Regions from separate parts of the Mus musculus genome. Here regions 1, 2, 4 and 5 are each linked to region 3. The links are chromatin contacts, called in public Hi-C, HiChIP or PLAC-seq and promoter capture Hi-C maps. All regions are on one chromosome and are shown on one strand. The core of a region is the stretch at or near the end of the contact, and the rest is flanking DNA. Distances in the headings are between cores, read along the strand shown.

Region 1 (3,476 bases), core at 188-2,687, 810 kb before region 3:
CGGCTCATTATGGTGCCGATGCTAGGGAATAAATGCCCTTTGCAGCCTTTTGATGGCCCATGAGGAAAAAAAGGCAGGCTTTACTGAGCAGGGGGCTACCAGTAAAACAGGAAGGCTTAGCCAGCAGGACACTGCGTCTGACCTTGCCGTGCTAGCTCCCATGAGATGGACAAAGGGACAGAGTTAGCTCCTGGGATGTGGGGTCACTGATGGGCAGTGGATAGAGAATGACCCTGCAGTGACCCTGGATAGAGGCAAACCTGACCCTTCTCTGGTTATTTTGGGACCACCAGTTTGGAAGTGTCATTCCAAAAAGTCAGCCTGAAGTCCCTGAAGGAGACAGCCAAGCCCAATGGAGAAGGGGAATGATGAAGAGAATAAGGGGTTTCCCTTTTGTCACACAGGGCAAGCCCAGGACAGATGCATTGAACTAGAGAGAGGACAGATGTTCAGAAGACCCATATGGCCATCTTTGCCCAACCTCACCCTAATTCTTCCTGCAAATGACTTTCTTTTGAGGGTCCAAAAGTGCCAGGATACTGCCACCCAGAAATAGCCATTGAACACAGAGTTCTCGGCAGCTCAGATGCACTGGGCTCACCCTTTCCAAGACCACACCAGCTGCAGCAGGATCAGAGCGGCAGGTCCCAAAGTGGAGCATACAGTCATGACCTACCCCATCAGCAGCCTGGGGGTGGGGGAATTGTATAGCATCGCATGCAATCTGGGATTATGGGAGGAAATGGAATGCCATCCATGGGTCATCACAGGGCGGTAGAGAAGCCTTGTGTCCTAGAGGGTTAAAGGACCCCTTCTGCCACCAGGGTGGCTCCTGGTCTCTGCTCTGGCTAGCTTTGTAGAAGCCTATGGTTAGTGCCACAACCTCCTCACTGTCTGATGAGATACACAGCCAAGCTCTGGCCCAGCTCTCTAGAGTCAAGGTTCAGAAGCCCACAAAGGAGACCACACAGTTGCTGCTTCAGGTAGGTGAGTGCTACAATAGCCCTTTGAAGGGTAGAAACCTCCTGTGAGGGGCCTGGGCACAGCCACCCAGAGGAAACTATAAAAACAAATGAGTCCCAGAAGGCCCATTGCTTGGCAATGTTCATTTGCCTCAGAGAAAGAACAGCCTGTCTCTATCCCTCCTCCAGAGCCCACTGACATCCTTCATCTCACAGAGTGCCCCCCACCCCCCATCTTCTAACTCCCCGAAAGGTCTCTTTCAGCTACTGTTTCAATTCAGAAGTCTCAGACTGGTGGTGAGTCAGGGGTTTGGTGCCACTCCTGTGGCTCTGAACTTTACCCGTATAACCTTCCCACCACCGGAGTCATCACGAGGCCTCTCGGAAGTGTGTGCAGGCAGACATGTTGTCTAGGAGAGAAGGAAGCCCAACTGCTGCACACTCCACCCTTGTCCCATAAATCTACACTGATCACTCCCACGTAGCTCCTAGCACCCAGTACCCAATTTCTAGTACCCAGCATCATTACTCCTAACTAGCCAGCACCAGAAGAATTCAGATTAAGCTGGCTCTTGGTTCTTGTAAGGTGGTCTCTTTACTACAGATATTCGCTGTCTCCAACCTGCCCTGCCCCGGCCCTTCCCTGCCCTGCCTTACTCTGAGCTGAGTTGGCTGCAGGATCTGGATTAGAAGAAGATTTTGCCTTTGGAAGCAAAACACGTTGCTTCTTCCCTGTCTGTGCACATGTATTTGTCAAAATGACAGCCTGCTGGGGGAGGCAGCAACAGGGTGTGTGTGTGTGTGTGTGTGTGTGTGTGTGTGTTGTGTGTAGCTTGGAGCTGGCAGGAGGCTTGAGGCTGCTCAGAGCTGGTCTCCCCTCAGAGGCCCCGAGCTCTCCTTGAATCTCTTACACAGTAGGAAATGAAGCCCTTTTAGCTGATTAGGTGACTTGGTGCTTGTCCCCAGCATCGTGGGCGGGTGATCACTGAGGGTGGCCAGCACTGTCTACTGTATGACCCATAAAGAGACTGTCCTGAGAAACCCACAGCTTAAATGTCTGAGATCTTTGAAACGACCTGTCCCAACCTTAGAATGGTGGTCATGGTAGAGCCAGGCCCAGACAGGGAACAGCAAAATGTCCATGGTCTTGTGTTTGCCATTATGCTAAGCTTCTGTGTGATAGAGGTGGTCTCATCTTCAGTTTCCTTCTGTATGGTGCCGAGCAGCTACTTCGTAGGAACAGCCAAACTGTGCATGTTCCGAAGCAGCTCCTGGGTGTGAACAGCCAAACTGCGCATGCTCAGAAGCAGCCTAGCCAAGCTGGGAACTTTGATCCATGTAGGTGTAGTTCTGGGGTCCCAAGTGACAACTGAGAGCCTCCTGGGTCACACTCTGCAGCCACTGTGCCTGCTTTTGGGTTGCAGAATCCAGACTCAGGCAGCTCACCATGAGCACGATCCATCATCCTGGGCCCCTTGCGATGCTTGGTGGGCACCACCAGCCCAGGGTTCCTTCTGCCTCTCTGTCAAGGAGAGGAAAACACTCTGACTGCCAGCTTTGGTAAGGCACACACACAGGCATCACCTCCTGGTCTCAGGGCCTTAGAGATTCCCTGGGGTGGTGGGGAGTAAGGTTGGCCTGAAGGTAGGCTCAATAGTGTCTTCTCTCTGCCTACTAATGTCAGTGTGGTCTTCACCAACTGTCCTTCTGTAACAGGTGACAGCTGAGTGTTCTGAGGCTCAGCTGTCTCTCTACAATACCGAGTATGAGGGCCAGAAGACAGGACCTGGGCCCACTGTTCCCCAGTGTGAGCTGTCACTGCCATTGCAAAGTTTGTCTTTCCACCATTACTAATCCCTCTACCTGAGCTGCCCTCAGCCCACCCTGGTCCAGGCCTACCAGGCCTCCTGCAGTCAGCAGCCCCTGCTCACCAGGCATGGTGGAAGCTGTTCTAAGATGTCTCTGGTCTCTTTACTGTGTCCCTTTTTCGACAGCTACTAAGTGCATGTCATGTGCTGTTGACAAGTGTCTTAGTGGCTGTCCTATCGCTGTGATGAAACACCATGCCCAAGGCAACTTTTAGCTTACAGCTTCACAGCATTAGTCCATGGTCATCATGGTGAGAAGCAGACTGGCATGACATTAGAGCGCTAGTTGAGAGCTTCCCATCCTGATCTGCAGGCACTGTTCAGAGAAGGAGACAGGGGAATGCTGGCTTTGGAAACTTCAAAGCCCATCTCAGCGACACTTTCTCCAACAAGGCCACACCTCCTAATCCTTCCCAAATAGTTCCATCAACTGGGAGCAAAGATATCAGCCTGTGGAGCATTCTTATTCAAATCACCACAGCTGGCATAGGGCCCCAGCTAGGGAAGGAGATAGCTTCCTTCCCTCCAGAACTTCTACCACCATGGCAGTCTGGCTATCCAGAGCACTGTCAGAAAATGTCTCCATGACCTCCAGGGCACACACAATAAGTCCATGACCCTCCAGGTAGGTCCTGCTTAGTGTTTT
Region 2 (3,302 bases), core at 531-3,030, 830 kb after region 3:
GATGAAGTAAGTGTCTAAGCAGTGCAGGCCTCTAACCAACGCTACCAACAAAGCTTGGGTGCCATTGGAAATTACTTAACTGGTTTTCAAAAATACTATTTCTGAGACTGGAAAAGATATGCTCCATTATCTCTAAGTTTAAAGATGTCATAATAGGTTAAGAGTTGTTTTGAATCCATAAGTAGTAATTCACTTAAAAACAAAACAAAAGCCCAAAGCCCCTTTTAGAGCTACATTAAATGACTGCTTTTAAGTATCCCCATAGCTAACATAATTAACAAATTTAGCCTATGGGTACTTTAAATCTTCAAAACGTAAGCTTAAGCAATAGGTTTCACCCAGTGTTTTCCTATTCACACCCGATTCCATAATAGAAATTTAGCTTGTAGCTACTACTAGCTTCAAACAAAATTTTGTGACTGGTTTAACTGGGCTTCAGAAAGTTACTAAGAAAGTGGCTCTTTAAATGGACACCAACAAATATGTGAAGTCATTGTTTGAGAGCTTAAGGTGACTAGCAAAACCCAAAGCTGAAGGGCGAGCCAAGTTGTAAGTGAAGATTATAACCCTCCAATTTTCCCCATGCTTTATCCTTGTCTGTAAAGATAATAAAACCCAAGACAGTCTCCTTTGGTTCAGTTATATCGTATGCAAACACATGCCCAGTCGACCCTCCAATCTTCTAATTCAGACAGGATATGCAGTGTAGCCTCGAGCACTGGGATACTTTACTCAAAGTAATAACGCACAAAAAAACCACTCCCTCACAACAAGGCATGTGTCAGAACAGTTCGGAATACCGACACTGTGCATATCACCCACTAGGGTTGCGCGATTGCTGTTTCTTCTCTGGGGAGGTACTCTAGGGTGTTTTCCTATAGAAAGGCCTTGGTGAAAGGCCTAAGGTAGGAGTTTACGATCGCTGACCAGCCAGGGGACCTCCTGCGATTGAAGGGAAGGACAACCCGAGCCAGGCCGCAGCCCAGTACTGCACCTTCCCAGCCAGCTTCAAGCCGGTCGCAGAGAGCAGGGCATGCCGCAGATCTCTCCGCCCGCCCCAGTCTGAAAGAGGGTAGGGGGCCGTGCCGGCTCCGCCCTCCCCCGCGGGGCATGGGCTCACGACCACACAGGAAGGCCACGTCCCCAGGGACAGGCACCACTCTATGGTGTGCATGGGGGGGGGGAGACCCACGTGACCAGCACGTAGCCAATCCCGGGACGACAGCCCGCCATAGAGACGGCCGCAGAGGCGGCTAGAGATGCCCGCCGGCAAGTCACAAGCGCCCGCCTATCCCGGCTCGGTGTTCCTAGCTCGGTGCTGCCGCCATCTTCCAGGAGGAAAGGATAGAGGCAAAGGGCTCCCTCCCCTTCACTGCTCCGCACTCACGCTGCCACCTGCCCGCCCCCGGTCGTCTCTCGCTCTCAATGGACACCTTATTCCTCCTTAGTAAATATCCTTCCCACAACTCTAGTTTCCCATAAAGCGGAGAATCTCGTTACCTGCTCCTCTTTTATTAGCGTGAGGAATCCAAGCTCATAAGGTAGGAACTGTGGCGAAACAGGAACAAGACGCCATCTTGGTAAAGGAGAAGAGGCTACGCTTGACCTCCCCCCGCCCCCAGCCTCTATATGGCCAACCGCCGTGGGAGGGGCACAGCGCCTGCGCAGAGGCGGACGGCAGGATCGCGTCCACGCTTGCGCTCTGCATGCAACCGCGGAGGAGGGGACTACTCGGGGCCCAGGAAGGAGTTGGCAAGGGGCGGGACGGCGCGATGACGCCATCTGTTCGCGCGCGCTCTACTGGGCGGGGCAGGTCCGTGCTCTCGCCTGACGAGCGTTCTCCGGCGTGTGAGCGGGTAAGTGTGTGGCAATGTGTACCCACTGTCGCGCGGGCTCGAGTTGAGCTGGCTGTCCTGAGAAAGGGCTAGAGTTCTGCCCTCGCCCGGGCCGCCTAGGCGGTGATAACGGGTACGGAAGTGAGCGCGTGGGGGAGGGGCGGCCGCACCCTTAGTCCGGGGCTCCAGCGATGGATGCCTGGCTGGCGTCGTCCCTTCGAGGACAACTGGACGGGCGGCCCCCATCTGGGTGATCCTGCTGGCCAGGTCCAGGGCATTGGGGCGGGCGTGGCTGGGCCCAGTGAAGTTATGGCGCACAGTCCAAATACTATGTGGTGGAGAGTCGGGCGTTAGGTTCACATCTACGAAGCACTTGCGGGGCCATCTTCCCACGTAACGGTGCCATTTCGTCCTAGGGATGAAAAGGACTAGTCACCCTGGGATGTTAATGAAGTTCCCCAATTTAAGGCAGTGACAGGAGCGTTATGGAGTGGTTTGTCTGCTGTGGCCTTCCCCGAGGTAGTGCGACGCTAGACAAAGGGCTGCAGCCCTGTAAGTGACACGGGAAAGGGAGCATGGAGTGGAGGCCTTTGACTGAGAAGCCATGAAGTCTAACTCTGAAGCGGACCGCAGGCCCAGACCACGCCTGGCCCTTTTGTATCTTCCGGCCTCATTTGTTAGTGGCGCCTTGCCTTGTCCTGTACTACGTTTCCAGACTTTCAACACATAGAACTTCTAGTTCAGACCGTTGTGGTCTCTATGGCTGGTTTTAACCCAGTTTACTCCTCGTGTCTGGAGCGCAGTTAATCTCGAACATTCTCTGTCTAATGTTTATCTGTTGTGTAGTTCCTGTTCGCTGCTTGTTATTAGTTAGGACTCTCACTGGATTCGATATCCTTTAGACGGTTTAAGTGTTTCTCTGGCGTCAAATATTGGGGTCCCTACTGTCTATCAAGGGATTTAAGTTTTAGGTTTTCAACCGGGCGTGGTGGCGCACGCCTTTAATCCCAGCACTTGGGAGGCAGAGGCAGATGGATTTCTGAGTTCGAGGCCAGACTGGTCTACAAAGTGAGTTCCAGGACAGCCAGGGCTATACAGAGAAACCCTGTCTAGAAAAAAAACTTAGGTTTTTTGTTTTTTTTTTTTTTTCCTTAGTAGTGAAAATTGTTTTAGTATCTTAGATACATTTTTAAAATCCGTCTTGTTAACATAAGGAAAAACAGGAGTTTTGAAGAGGTCATAAAGGCTGTTTCTTCATGATGCTTCTAATTTGAGACTCCTTATTTTCAATGGCTTTTCTGGTAGTTGCCATTCAGGAATTCTTTGCAATACCCAGCATTCAAACTGTCAGTGTGTGCTGCTATATCTAATTTTGGGGATGATTTTTTTAGTTTTAAAAGTTGTCCTGATCCTTTTTTATCATTTTTCCACCTAGTGTCCCCCCCCCCCCCCCCTTTACAGAGCACC
Region 3 (3,751 bases), core at 520-3,019:
AGCCCCACCATCAGCAACTCTCTGTTACTTACCCTGGCTTATAGTGGTCAGTTGATCTCCCAGGTCCTGATCTCCCAGGTCCTCCAAACCTCCTGGGACACACGTTCTTTCCTGCACCACATCTCCACCCCTACACACTTCCTCTCTGCCTGGATCCTTCAGACACCTTATCTCATTGGCCTGGACAGAGACACCCCCTGCCCCCGCCCACCCAGAACACATCTCCTTTGCACCTCACCCATCTGTCTCCCTGTTCTCCTGCAGACCACTCTGCCTTCAAGAGGGACCATTAAAATGGCTGAACAGGTAGAAGTGCTTGCTGCTAAACCGAGTTCGATCCCCACATCTCACATGCTGGAAGGAGAGAACGAACTCCCACAAGTTGTTCTCTGACCTACACATACACACCTGGAACACACTGCAAACACATACACAATAAGTAAATGTCATTTTTTTTAATGGTAAATGCCTTCCCCAGGGCCCTTGCATTCCTACATTTGATGGGAATCCCAAAACACTGGATTCCATCCTTTAATAATTGCTAGGATTCCTTCTAAAATTCAATGCTTGAGGGCAGGGAAGAGTTCGAATTCTCAAAAGCTCCCAAAGGTCGGGCCCAGGAACAATACCATATAGGATGGGCAAACTTGAAACCTGCCCAGTGACTGCTCAGAAGCCTGCATGATATCCAGTGCATAATATCCCGCCCCACACAGAAACTCGGAGGGAACCTCCAAGGTCTTAACAGTCTGTCTGCTTGGATTCAAGAGATGCTTAGATGTATAAGGCCACTCTGCTGGACAGAGGCCCCTTGTTATCTCCCGTGGCAGTCAGCTTGAAAAGGACCCTGTGGTAACGAACGCCAGGATTGGGAATGAGTCAGAGGTATCTGGCGCCCCCTGCTGTCCATCCATGGACACCACATCTGACTAATAATTACTCCTTGAGCCTCGCAGATGCCCCTGCCTGTACTCTGAAATGCTAGCGCAACCCAAATTCATTCTCCTAGAAGGCAGAGCCCAGAGTAGCTTACCATCATCCATTGAGCTGTCCCAACATGGACACAGGCAGGTGCTCATAATTTAAAGTCTCAAGGCCACAGTTCATCGTGCCAGTGTGTTTTCCTGCATTCTTCTCTGCCACGGAATGGTCCGCCTGTGTTTTGCACTGTTCATACATCCCCGAGCCCCGCAAAGCCTCGGAAGTGGCTTATAACTGATCCTAGAGTCACTTCCTGTTTCCTGGACCGTGGCCAGCATAAGTACTGGGGTGTAGGGGGTGATGGCTCACAGTCTGCCTTCTCCTCACATCTCCCAGACTGACATCTGCCCTAAGTCCTCCGTCCCAGATGGCAGCATTGCCCTCCCGCTTGTGCCTGCAGAGTACCCGGGTGTCCCAGGGACTGAGCAGTACCTCACTGACAGGGCTGGAGTCTTCTGGCTGGATTCAAACCCAAGGAGAGTGGCGTCATGTGACCACACAGAGCTGGGATTCAGAGGTTCTAGAAGTCATGCTGCCCCTTGTCCCTCTAAACATGCCCTGGTAGACACATTTCCTTTGGGAAGTGCCATCCCTGCTCCTACAAAGGAGGGGGGCGCAGACTTCTAATGTCACCCATGTTTGTCCTCAAACACACACATCCCTATCGGACTTTTAAAGAGCTTAACTAAACATGTTACCTTGGACATGAAAAGGGAGAATTCTGGGAGCGTGTTGAGCTGACTTGGCAAAGCCTGTCAAGGTGGAAGTCCCTCCACGCCACCACAGCTGATGCGGGTGTGGCAGCTTTAACAGGAAATCTAGAAGGGCCTGGGGTGAGACAGCCGGTCCCAGGCTGCTTGGAGAACAGGCTCAGAGCTTGGAGTGGAATGTTTCTGAGATGGCCTCCAGGGGGCGCCATGCTCACAGGCTCCTGTGCAGCTGGCCCACAGGACAGGGTTTGTGTTCTGGAATAATCAAAGTCTCCTTCCATGTCATAAGACTGACCGCATACGGATCTGAAGCTGAAATGTGAAAGCATGTGATCACCTTCTTTTAAAATACCTCGTTCTTTTCCTGAACTGACCATAGACTCTCTGAAAAGGTCCCAGGTCAACCCCGGCGAGTACCCCTTCAGAAACCACGAAGAATTGACCTGGATTGGGATGAGATGGGGTTGGGGGGTCCTAGGGACTCCAGTGTGGCTGAAAGAAATACAGGACGCATGGTTACATTTGAATTTCAAGCGACCAGCTTTTCTAGCGGAAGTTTCATGTCTCAAACATCTCCAGGGATCTGTCCCCCAACCCACCCACCCCCAAATATTCACTTTAGGTGAAACACTCATCTTCCCAACACCATATGCACACACAGGTGTGTACACACTTACAATGTGCACAGACAAGCAGGTGTCTATTGCTGTCATCCCATAGAGTATGGGAAGAGGCGGGCTGCTTTGGAGGCTGAGCCTGGGATCAGAAGGCAGGAGCAAGATAGGTGTGGCGCTACCTGAGGCCACCATCTGGAATCAATACTGCACCCCCAATACGCACAGAGAGCATCTGGGTTCCTGGGGGCTAATGGATCCAGAAACCAGCCCAGGCAGAACTGAAAGATCTTGCTGAGGCCAAGGATCCAGGGATTGCTATAGGCCCTGCCCTGACTGCAGGAAGCTCCACTGGTGGCTTCTCGGTGACATAAAGGGTTAACTGAACCACTGAGCCAGGCATCTCACTGGGAAGTTGCCTGGTTCACCACAGCTGCCTCCCTGAGAGGTGGAGTACATACCCTTCCCAGCAAGGAATATTTAGCTTGTGGTCATTTGCGACCCCCAACAGAAGGATGGGTCTCACATGGCCCATGGTTTTTTGTTTGTTTGTTTGTTTGTTTTTTCTCACAGGATTCTTTGTCATCTGCATTTCTCTGCATCATGGGAAAAGATTCCCAGGAACCCAGGAAGGGCTGGTGTTGACCCTGGGCTGTGAAGGATGTCATCTGAGCTTTTCCCACAAGGGCTTCACCACGTCGGACATGCTGACACAAGCCGAAGGATCTGCCTTGGACTCCAGTCAGGGGACAGGATACCAGAGACACAGGTCAGCAGCAACAGGAGTGACATCAATCCAGTGCCATACAGGCCCATTTACTTAGAAGAAGCCCTTGGGCAGACGTGACTCTCTCACCTCAGACCACTGCAGAGTTCTGATCTCTGCTCGCCGTAACACAGCCTTTCCCCCAGTTCCTTTGAACTGAAAGTGACTTGTCTGTCATGTTTCTAATACCACAGGGAGGGTTAAATGTTATGTCTCTAGGACTTGATATCGTAGGCTACAGAGCTCCCAGAACCAGCCAGGCCCTGTGGCATGGGCTAGAGGGGTGCAGGGAAGGACCCGCTAGCTCAGTTTCCAGCCTAGGAGGAACGTAAATGGGTTATCCTGTTTCTGGGAGAATGTTTTTCTGTCAGCAGAGGTGGTGTGGATGATGGGTTATCACCCAGTTCGAGTGCCCCGAACACCAGTTTCTGGACTGCAATTCATTGCCTTTCTCGCATGCATGCCTGGCTGGTTTTGTGTCAACTTGATATAAGCTAGGGTCATCAGAGAGAAAGGAGCCTCAGTTGAGGAAATGCCTCTAAGACATCCAGCTGTAGAGCATTTTCTTAATTAGTGACTGATAGAGGAAGGCCAGCCCATTGTGGGTGGGGTCATTCCTGGGCTGGTGGTCCTAGGTTCTATGAGAATGCAGGTTGAGCAAGCTAGTAAGCAGCATCCCT
Region 4 (3,268 bases), core at 483-2,982, 730 kb after region 3:
GATTAAAGGCTTGTACCACCACCACCACCCGACTGCTCTCCTGTTTTCTATGAGGCTTGATGGCAGTCATGTCCAGAGTCCATCTCTGGGTCTGGGTAGTCTGGTCTCCCTGGAGTATCCAGGGCCTGTTGCCCACCAGCATCTGTTGCCCACCAGGGGTTGACCTGCTGTTCATCTCACAAGACCCAGAATGGAGGGTGCCTGGGAGGTGCCAAGGCCTAAAGCTGCTGAGAGGGCTTGGAGACCTGAGCCTGAGGTTCTCGGAGATATCTTAGAAGGGAGCAGAGGGGAAAGAAGGAGACAGGGGAGTGGCTCACTGACTGGCCAGAACCAAGGAGCGGAAGAGCTAGGCCCTGAGAAGGTGCACATGCCTGTTGAGGTTAGGCCTGTACCTTGCCCTAAGTGCCTCCATATTGTGTAAAACAGTGACCACCCCTGAGACATTGCATTTACAAGCAGCTTTGTACTCTCTTGAGGATGGAAGGTACACCACCTGTTCCACACCGTCCACGTGGCAAGACTACTGAATGGTCATCCTGGGAATAGGGAGGGTACTACTCTGTAATTTATCATAGTGGGTTGGGACTGTGGGGGATATGAGCATATTAATATCATATCAGGAAAGTCAAGCCTAAGAACTTCCTGGGCACAGCAGGCCAAGGAAACTATGGAGCTCCTACATGTGAGGAGTCCATAGAGGAGTAGACATTAGCAGTTGGCTGGTGAGAGTCCCCACTGACCTGTCTCCTCACTGCCCTGCATGCATCAAGGACTGACTAACAGGCAAAGAAGTGACTCTTCCAGAGGCTTCCGGTCGTCTGGGTGCACTGCTGACACAGCTGTCACCGTTGCAGATGCCATCTGCCCTCCTCCCATCTCCGTTGTCACTCAGCCCCTTCCTTTGTCTGGACCCCGACTTGCCCTTTTGCCTCCTCAAACAGCCGGACTCAGCTCTACCGCCTCACTCTCAAACCTGCAGTCAGGGGTCCTGACTCAGCCACAGTTTCCCCAAGTGCTCCGGTCCTGTTTACCTCATTGTCAGAGACTCGTGGCCCTGAGTTTCCCAGCTTTGGCTTCTCAGGCCTGTTGGAAACTCTGAAACTCCTTGCATCTTTAACCCCTTACAACCATTCTATAATCTACACATATACATATATAGAGAAATTTACTGTGTGATATGTAGTGTATCATGAGAGTAATTAAGATTAGAATACAGTAACCTGTGTTTGCCTCAGCAAGGACTGCAGGAGTATCTGGCAAATTGCTGCCATTGAAAATGCTGTACCTCGTGAATTTGTCAATAAAATGTGATACTGTGAGAAAACACAACTGTTCGTCTGTGTTTCTGACAGTGTGTTCCCAAGAACGTCCAAGCTCACACTACCAGAAATGGTAAAGCCCTCTCCCCCATGAAGCTTCACCCCCACATAAACAGGGCCACCTGACAGGGGATACCTATGGCTGGCCCTATAACCACCATCTCCCTGGACTTCCCTTATGGAAGCCCGGCCTGCTGCCACGGAATCTCTAAACAAATAGGGTACCTGAGGCACCTCGAATTTGCATGTAGGGTGTGTGAAGGAAAAGTGGGCTGGCTGTTTGCTGGCTCAGAGTCCCACACCCTCTTTTCAAACAGGCAGATCCTGTCCAGAGACACAATCAGAGACCTCACCCTGGTGGCTGACTGCACTTAGTACCTCTCTTGTCTGCTTCCAGCCCCCTTACCCTGTGCAGTGAGGCAAGGGCAGGTGAGCGGCTGCCACAGCTCAGGCAGAGCCCAGGAGACTGGGGTGGCTGGCCCTGATTTTGCTCCTGCTGGAACCAGGCTTGTGTTGATGGGCTGGCTGTGAACTCTGAGGTCTCCTCTGGAAGCCACTGTGCCAGGTAGGGTGGTGTCCTCCTCCTGGATGCTTGGGCCATGGGGAGGACAGGAGGGACTGCAGAAAATATGAGCCACTGGGGCTCCTGGCTCTGAACGCCGAGCAGCGGGGCTGGGGCTTACTCTTGGGCCCCAGAAGCCTACCTGGCACAGTGTCTTCTCTAAGCTCTAGAGAGGCAGGGACAGTGTTCAGTGTGGCTTTGAATAGGGCACCCTACCCTAAGGACACAGCATTCCACCTGCTCATAACAGACCGCGTCTGAAGTCTCTGGTTGGTACTCCTTTGTCTTCCCTGTCCCACCCATCAGATGACATATGCCCCAGAGCCTTTGTCCAAGGGCATCCTTTGGTTCTCATTGGCTCCTGGGGTCCTCACATTGTAGTACCGAGTCCTAGCAGGTTTGGGCTTATGTCTACCATTCCAGGCCTCCATTTATCTAAAATGGGGAAGTAGAATGAGAGCGATGTCATTCCCTTCCCACCCACCGGAACAACAGCCCTGCTCCCAGCCACCTCCTTCCAGGACCACAGGTCACAGGCTGGCATGGAAAGCCCATAAAACTCCATAAGTGACTGTGCTCTTCCTTGCAGGGAGAGCCTGGGGTCCTAGCAGTAGTTCCTCCAGAATTGCAAAAAAGGCAGATGGCTTTATAGGGCACTGTCTATCCTCCATGGCCCAAATGGCCCAAATGACCCTCCTCTATAAGAAGGGGCTGGGGGGGTCTGTGTGGCAGCCTTATAGTAAGCCTTACCCAGAATGAAAGGGAGCCCCACACTTGGTGGGTGGGTGGATGGATGGACGGACAGACGGATGGACAGATGGATGGATGGATGCTAGGCTCTTAAATACCAGCTATCATTCAGTGGCTGGCTCTTTTCCTGGAGCTACTGAGCCAGGATGTCAGGATCCTCACATGCCCACATTAGGATAGTACTGTCCAGCCCTAGCAGTGCCCCTGTTAGTCTATGAGCCAGCCTCCTCACCTGTAAAATAGGCTTGCTGCAGGCTCTGCCACAGTGTCAGGACTGGCTCTCATTGGTGTCCTCTCTAACCACTCCATCCTCTGACTCCCTGGCCTTGGTGTGGCGCAGGAGTGACATGCTGCGGGGGCAAGCGCGAGAAGAAGACAGCGTGGTGCTGATCGACATGGCCTCCCCTGAAGCAGGGAATGGATGCTCCTATGGGAGCACAGCCCAAGCCTCAGAGGTACCCTCAACCCCAGGGGCAGTGTTCAGCATGCTGAACCCACCCTTCTTCCTCCTCCCTGGGCTTTGATCATAAGGCTTCTGTGTGCTGTGTGATTTGGGAGGCCTCCCATCCCAGTCAGGACTTAGCTATACTCTTGCCCTGTCCTAGAGCCCTTGAAAAGTGGGTGCAGCATCCAGGTG
Region 5 (3,277 bases), core at 365-2,864, 580 kb before region 3:
TTCCTCCTCTGCTGAGCTAAGACTGGCTGATATGAAGTGGTAGCAGGCAGACTGGCCCTTAACACAGATATTCATGGCTCTTCAAAGTTCTGTCTTAGCACAGGTAGCACATTTGGCTTTTGTCAAATCACCAGGAAGGCTCACTGTCTAGGACCATGCTCTCTTTAGAACATGGTCAGTCAGATCAACTAGGGCAAAGCACAAAAACACGGTCTCTGCCCAAACACTCAGACATCACACAGAGGCCTAAACAAAGGGAAGGGTCAGGCCTGAGCCACAAAGAACCCCAAACTGTCTACCACTAGAACATCTTCCCTAGGAAGATATAAATGTAGAAAGTGGCAGTATGCACATAGCCAAGAAGCTCTAGAAACAAGAAACACACAGCATGTTCACAGAGGAACATGTGTGGAAGACAGCACACCCACAGGCAGGCACTGTCCAAGGGAAGAGCAGGCCTAGCTTAGCCATAGGGGGTCCTGGCACAGTACACATAGCTGGGTGTGTCAGAGGCTCAACAAGCACTGAGTGAGCCAGCAGGTGTGTGACAGCAAGGATGCAAAGGAATACACAGAAGAAACATCTTTGTCTGGATGGTCGCCTTAGCCACGTTGTAGTGTCTCCTGACCAGGGGCAGGTGTCTTGTGGAAGGTGCTATACATTGGCTCTCAGGGACAGGTCCGCCTCAGAGAACAACATGATCCATCAGACATTTATAAATGGGCACACAGATAGGATGATGACCTAGACAGGTCTGCAAACAGCACTCATCTCTCTGCTCCAGAACATCTTCATCCCTGGGGGATGGGGAGTAACTGGGTGCATTGTTTCAGGACAGTTTTACTCAAAGTAGAGGAGGAGAAAATAACCTTGGAAATAAGATATGCATGTTCCCCCAGAGCCCATGTAACAAGTAATGGATGACGACTACAAAGGGTAGTGCAGCAGTACCCACAGGCTCTTGAACTACAAGCAGCAGCTCTCAATATAGGCACCTTCAGTCAGGCAAAGGACATGGTACAGGGACAATTATCTCAAGCAAAGATGCAGCCCCAGCTCTGATGCCCACTGGGAATGAACTAACCTTACCTACTCCAGACATCAGCTGTCTATCTGTAGAAGCAGAAGTTGTGGTAGCCAACTCACAGAGGACTTGAGGAGAAGGGAAAGGCCATAACCTGGGGCCTTGTGGCCTATGAGGTTTGGGGTCAGACCTGCCCAGCTACATCAGTCCTGCAGAACCACCTTCCAGCTGGACTCCCTTGTCTGTTGATCTGATCAAGACTGGCTGATATGGGGAGTTAGGTTGACTTATATTGTAGGGAAGACCATGATCTGAGTTCAGTCAGAGTCTAGGCTAGCTCCTCCCTAAGGTGCTCCACCCCACAAATGCCAAAGCATCCGACTCCCTGAAAAGGGTGAGTCAGCAACCAAACCTACTTTATGGATGAGCCTGCCTCCAAACACTGTCCACACTGTTGAACATCACAAATCAGCTAAAGGTGTCTGTGGTTAAGTGACAGGAAGCTGGGGAACAGGTAGACGTTAACAATCAGCTCAAAGGAATGAGTCACTAATCCACAACAATAAGCCCTAAGCAGCCATCAGAGTCAGCGTCGGCTCACCCTGTGGCTAAACAGTGCTGAGCCTGTTAGCCACCCTCTCTGTGACTCTGCCTGCCCTGTGGTGCTCTTGGTGTCTTGATGATACGTGTTTGAGAAGCCTGGTGCCTTGGATGCCAGGAGCGAGGATAGCATAGAGGGCATGGCAGCCAAGTGCCGAAGGGGTGGACTGACCAGTATAGGCTCCAAGATCACTCTCCCCTCCACCACAAGGGCAGTGTGGGCTCAAAGACTTTCTCTTCTGGAATTTTGTAGAATTAATATTTGCTTTAATTCATGAAAAAGACATTTTCTTTTTCTAGACTGGTGTTAGAGAATCTTCCTAGCACTGAGCCTACGTCCTAAATTAGGAGTCTCACAAGTCAGGCTCCTGTTTGACCAGTTAGGTATTGTCTAAGTGCTTCCTTCACCTGAGCTTAGTCCTCAGGGTGGGAAGAGGAAGGGAAAGGACAGTTACTGTCCTTGTCCCAAGTTGGTGCTGACCAGGTAGTAAACCAACTTCCCATGCAGCATTTAGCTTACTGATCTGCACACAGGGCACTGAGCACAGGGTGCATGGCATCACTCTGCCAGAAACGCACTGACAGTGTGTCCTCCTGGCTAGTTGCTGAGCAGCTGGAGGGTCTGAAGGATACATTCTGGCCAATACCGAGTCCTGGCACCCCAAACTCCCAACAGCCAAAAGGTCTAGTAAATGGACTGTGTGGTATGAGAGACAATGGTGATGGCCTCTGAGCAGGTATCTTAAGGACATGAAGAAAGGGCTGTGTAAAGCACACTTTGGGTGTGTAGAAAGAAAGAGCTCTACAGGAGCAGGGAAGCACAGGCTGAGGATGGAGCACAGGCAGCACTGTATGTCTGGAAGAGCACAGTGGGACAGGAGCATGGCTGTGGGTCCCAGAGCCATGATGAGGATCATGGGGCTCAGGAAGACTTAAAGGTTCATTTCCAATGCTGAGAAGGAAATAAACTAGGACCACAGTACTAACTAGTAAAGTGGGCATGGGAAAGAGGTTGGGGAGCTCTTACAGAGCCCAAGGGTTGACACCCGCAGTCATCAAGAAGCTAGAAGGGTACTCTCTGGGGCCTACGTTGAAAGGCAGTCTATTAGGACTATCTATTAGAACTATTAGGACTACCAGCCTGTATGCAGCTTGGCCAGGTCATACACTTCCAGAGGTGTGGAGGCAGAGGTCTGGTGATGGCAAGTCCAAGAGAAAATTCTGCTGACTTGGAAACCCATTCAGCACTCTGAAGAAAACCACAGTGCTTAGGATTTGTTTAAGGGTTCAAATCTCACAATCCCTAAGAGTCCACAGTGTGCTTTGGTTTCATTTGCTCTGCAGACCATGGGTCAGTTCCAGGTCCTCTTGCCCACATCCTTCAACAGCAAAAGTTCCAACTGCCCTAAACAGGTGCAAATACCTCCCCACACTGGGCTAAGTTCTAGCCTTATGAAATAGTGTTCTTTATTATTGTTGTTGTTGTTTTCAAACCTGAGTTACAAAGAAACAGACAGTGTTATACTACAATCTAGATGCTACATATCCTACCCAGGTTGTACAGGAATGAATGTCCAGTAAATCTACAATAGAGCTGGTTGCGTTATTTTGGTTTTCTCCCTTTTGCCTCACTGTAGCCTGTGTTCTCGCACT

Evidence for each region. Promoter capture Hi-C pulls out the DNA fragments that hold promoters and counts their contacts. A called contact is a pair of places that touch in the nucleus more often than the background predicts. HiChIP or PLAC-seq counts read pairs in DNA pulled down with a chosen protein or histone mark.
Region 1: a contact with region 3 is called in a promoter capture Hi-C map of hippocampal neurons, with 2.6 times the contacts expected there. The contact joins the enhancer-like site here to the promoter of Otos in region 3. A contact is called at or near these places in 4 of 39 promoter capture datasets (embryonic stem cells, hippocampal neurons, liver and 1 more), 4 of 115 datasets of contacts at active chromatin or transcription factors (embryonic stem cells, pancreatic cancer cells and pro-B cells) and 1 of 9 other capture datasets (liver).
Region 2: a Hi-C map of neutrophils shows a contact between it and region 3, with 6 times the contacts expected there. The contact joins the promoter of Septin2 here to the promoter of Otos in region 3. A contact is called at or near these places in 5 of 39 promoter capture datasets (cranial neural crest, liver, neutrophils and 2 more), 2 of 484 Hi-C or Micro-C datasets (CD4 T cells and neutrophils) and 2 of 115 datasets of contacts at active chromatin or transcription factors (regulatory T cell precursor and thymic regulatory T cells).
Region 4: a contact with region 3 is called in an H3K4me3 HiChIP or PLAC-seq map of bone marrow-derived macrophages, with 5 times the contacts expected there. The contact joins the promoter of Ano7 here to the promoter of Otos in region 3. A contact is called at or near these places in 1 of 39 promoter capture datasets (cranial neural crest) and 1 of 115 datasets of contacts at active chromatin or transcription factors (bone marrow-derived macrophages).
Region 5: a contact with region 3 is called in a Hi-C map of CD8 T cells, with 2.1 times the contacts expected there. The contact joins the enhancer-like site here to the promoter of Otos in region 3. A contact is called at or near these places in 1 of 39 promoter capture datasets (liver), 1 of 484 Hi-C or Micro-C datasets (CD8 T cells), 5 of 115 datasets of contacts at active chromatin or transcription factors (double positive thymocytes, effector CD8 T cells, embryonic stem cells and 2 more) and 2 of 9 other capture datasets (adipose tissue and embryonic stem cells).

What each region holds. Positions count from the first base shown.
Region 1 is chr1:91,838,409-91,841,884 of GRCm38.p6, forward strand. The region is part of intron 1 of Twist2 (twist basic helix-loop-helix transcription factor 2); the gene reads left to right. Among named protein-coding and RNA genes, the nearest start is that of Gm46117, 8.8 kb to the left of the region's middle. Within about 2 kb of position 1,438, at least 17 of the 459 cell types and tissues checked have an H3K27ac peak or open chromatin away from gene starts, as enhancers often do. A contact at or near this core is called in hippocampal neurons and pancreatic cancer cells, where this site is marked.
Region 2 is chr1:93,477,213-93,480,514 of GRCm38.p6, forward strand. Septin2 (septin 2) reads left to right here and starts at 1,781. Exons shown (of 13, transcript NM_010891.2): 1 at 1,781-1,856. It also overlaps a transcript of Hdlbp not described here.
Region 3 is chr1:92,647,072-92,650,822 of GRCm38.p6, forward strand. It overlaps Otos (otospiralin), which reads right to left and starts at 1,770. Exons shown (of 5, transcript NM_153114.2): 1 at 1,680-1,770.
Region 4 is chr1:93,372,164-93,375,431 of GRCm38.p6, forward strand. Ano7 (anoctamin 7) reads left to right here and starts at 1,733. Exons shown (of 24, transcript NM_207031.2): 1 at 1,733-1,884; 2 at 2,972-3,086. The coding sequence starts at 2,979.
Region 5 is chr1:92,062,982-92,066,258 of GRCm38.p6, forward strand. All of the region lies in intron 2 of Hdac4 (histone deacetylase 4), which reads right to left. Among named protein-coding and RNA genes, the nearest start is that of Hdac4, 120 kb to the right of the region's middle. Within about 2 kb of position 1,615, at least 64 of the 459 cell types and tissues checked have an H3K27ac peak or open chromatin away from gene starts, as enhancers often do. A contact at or near this core is called in CD8 T cells, effector CD8 T cells and memory CD8 T cells, where this site is marked.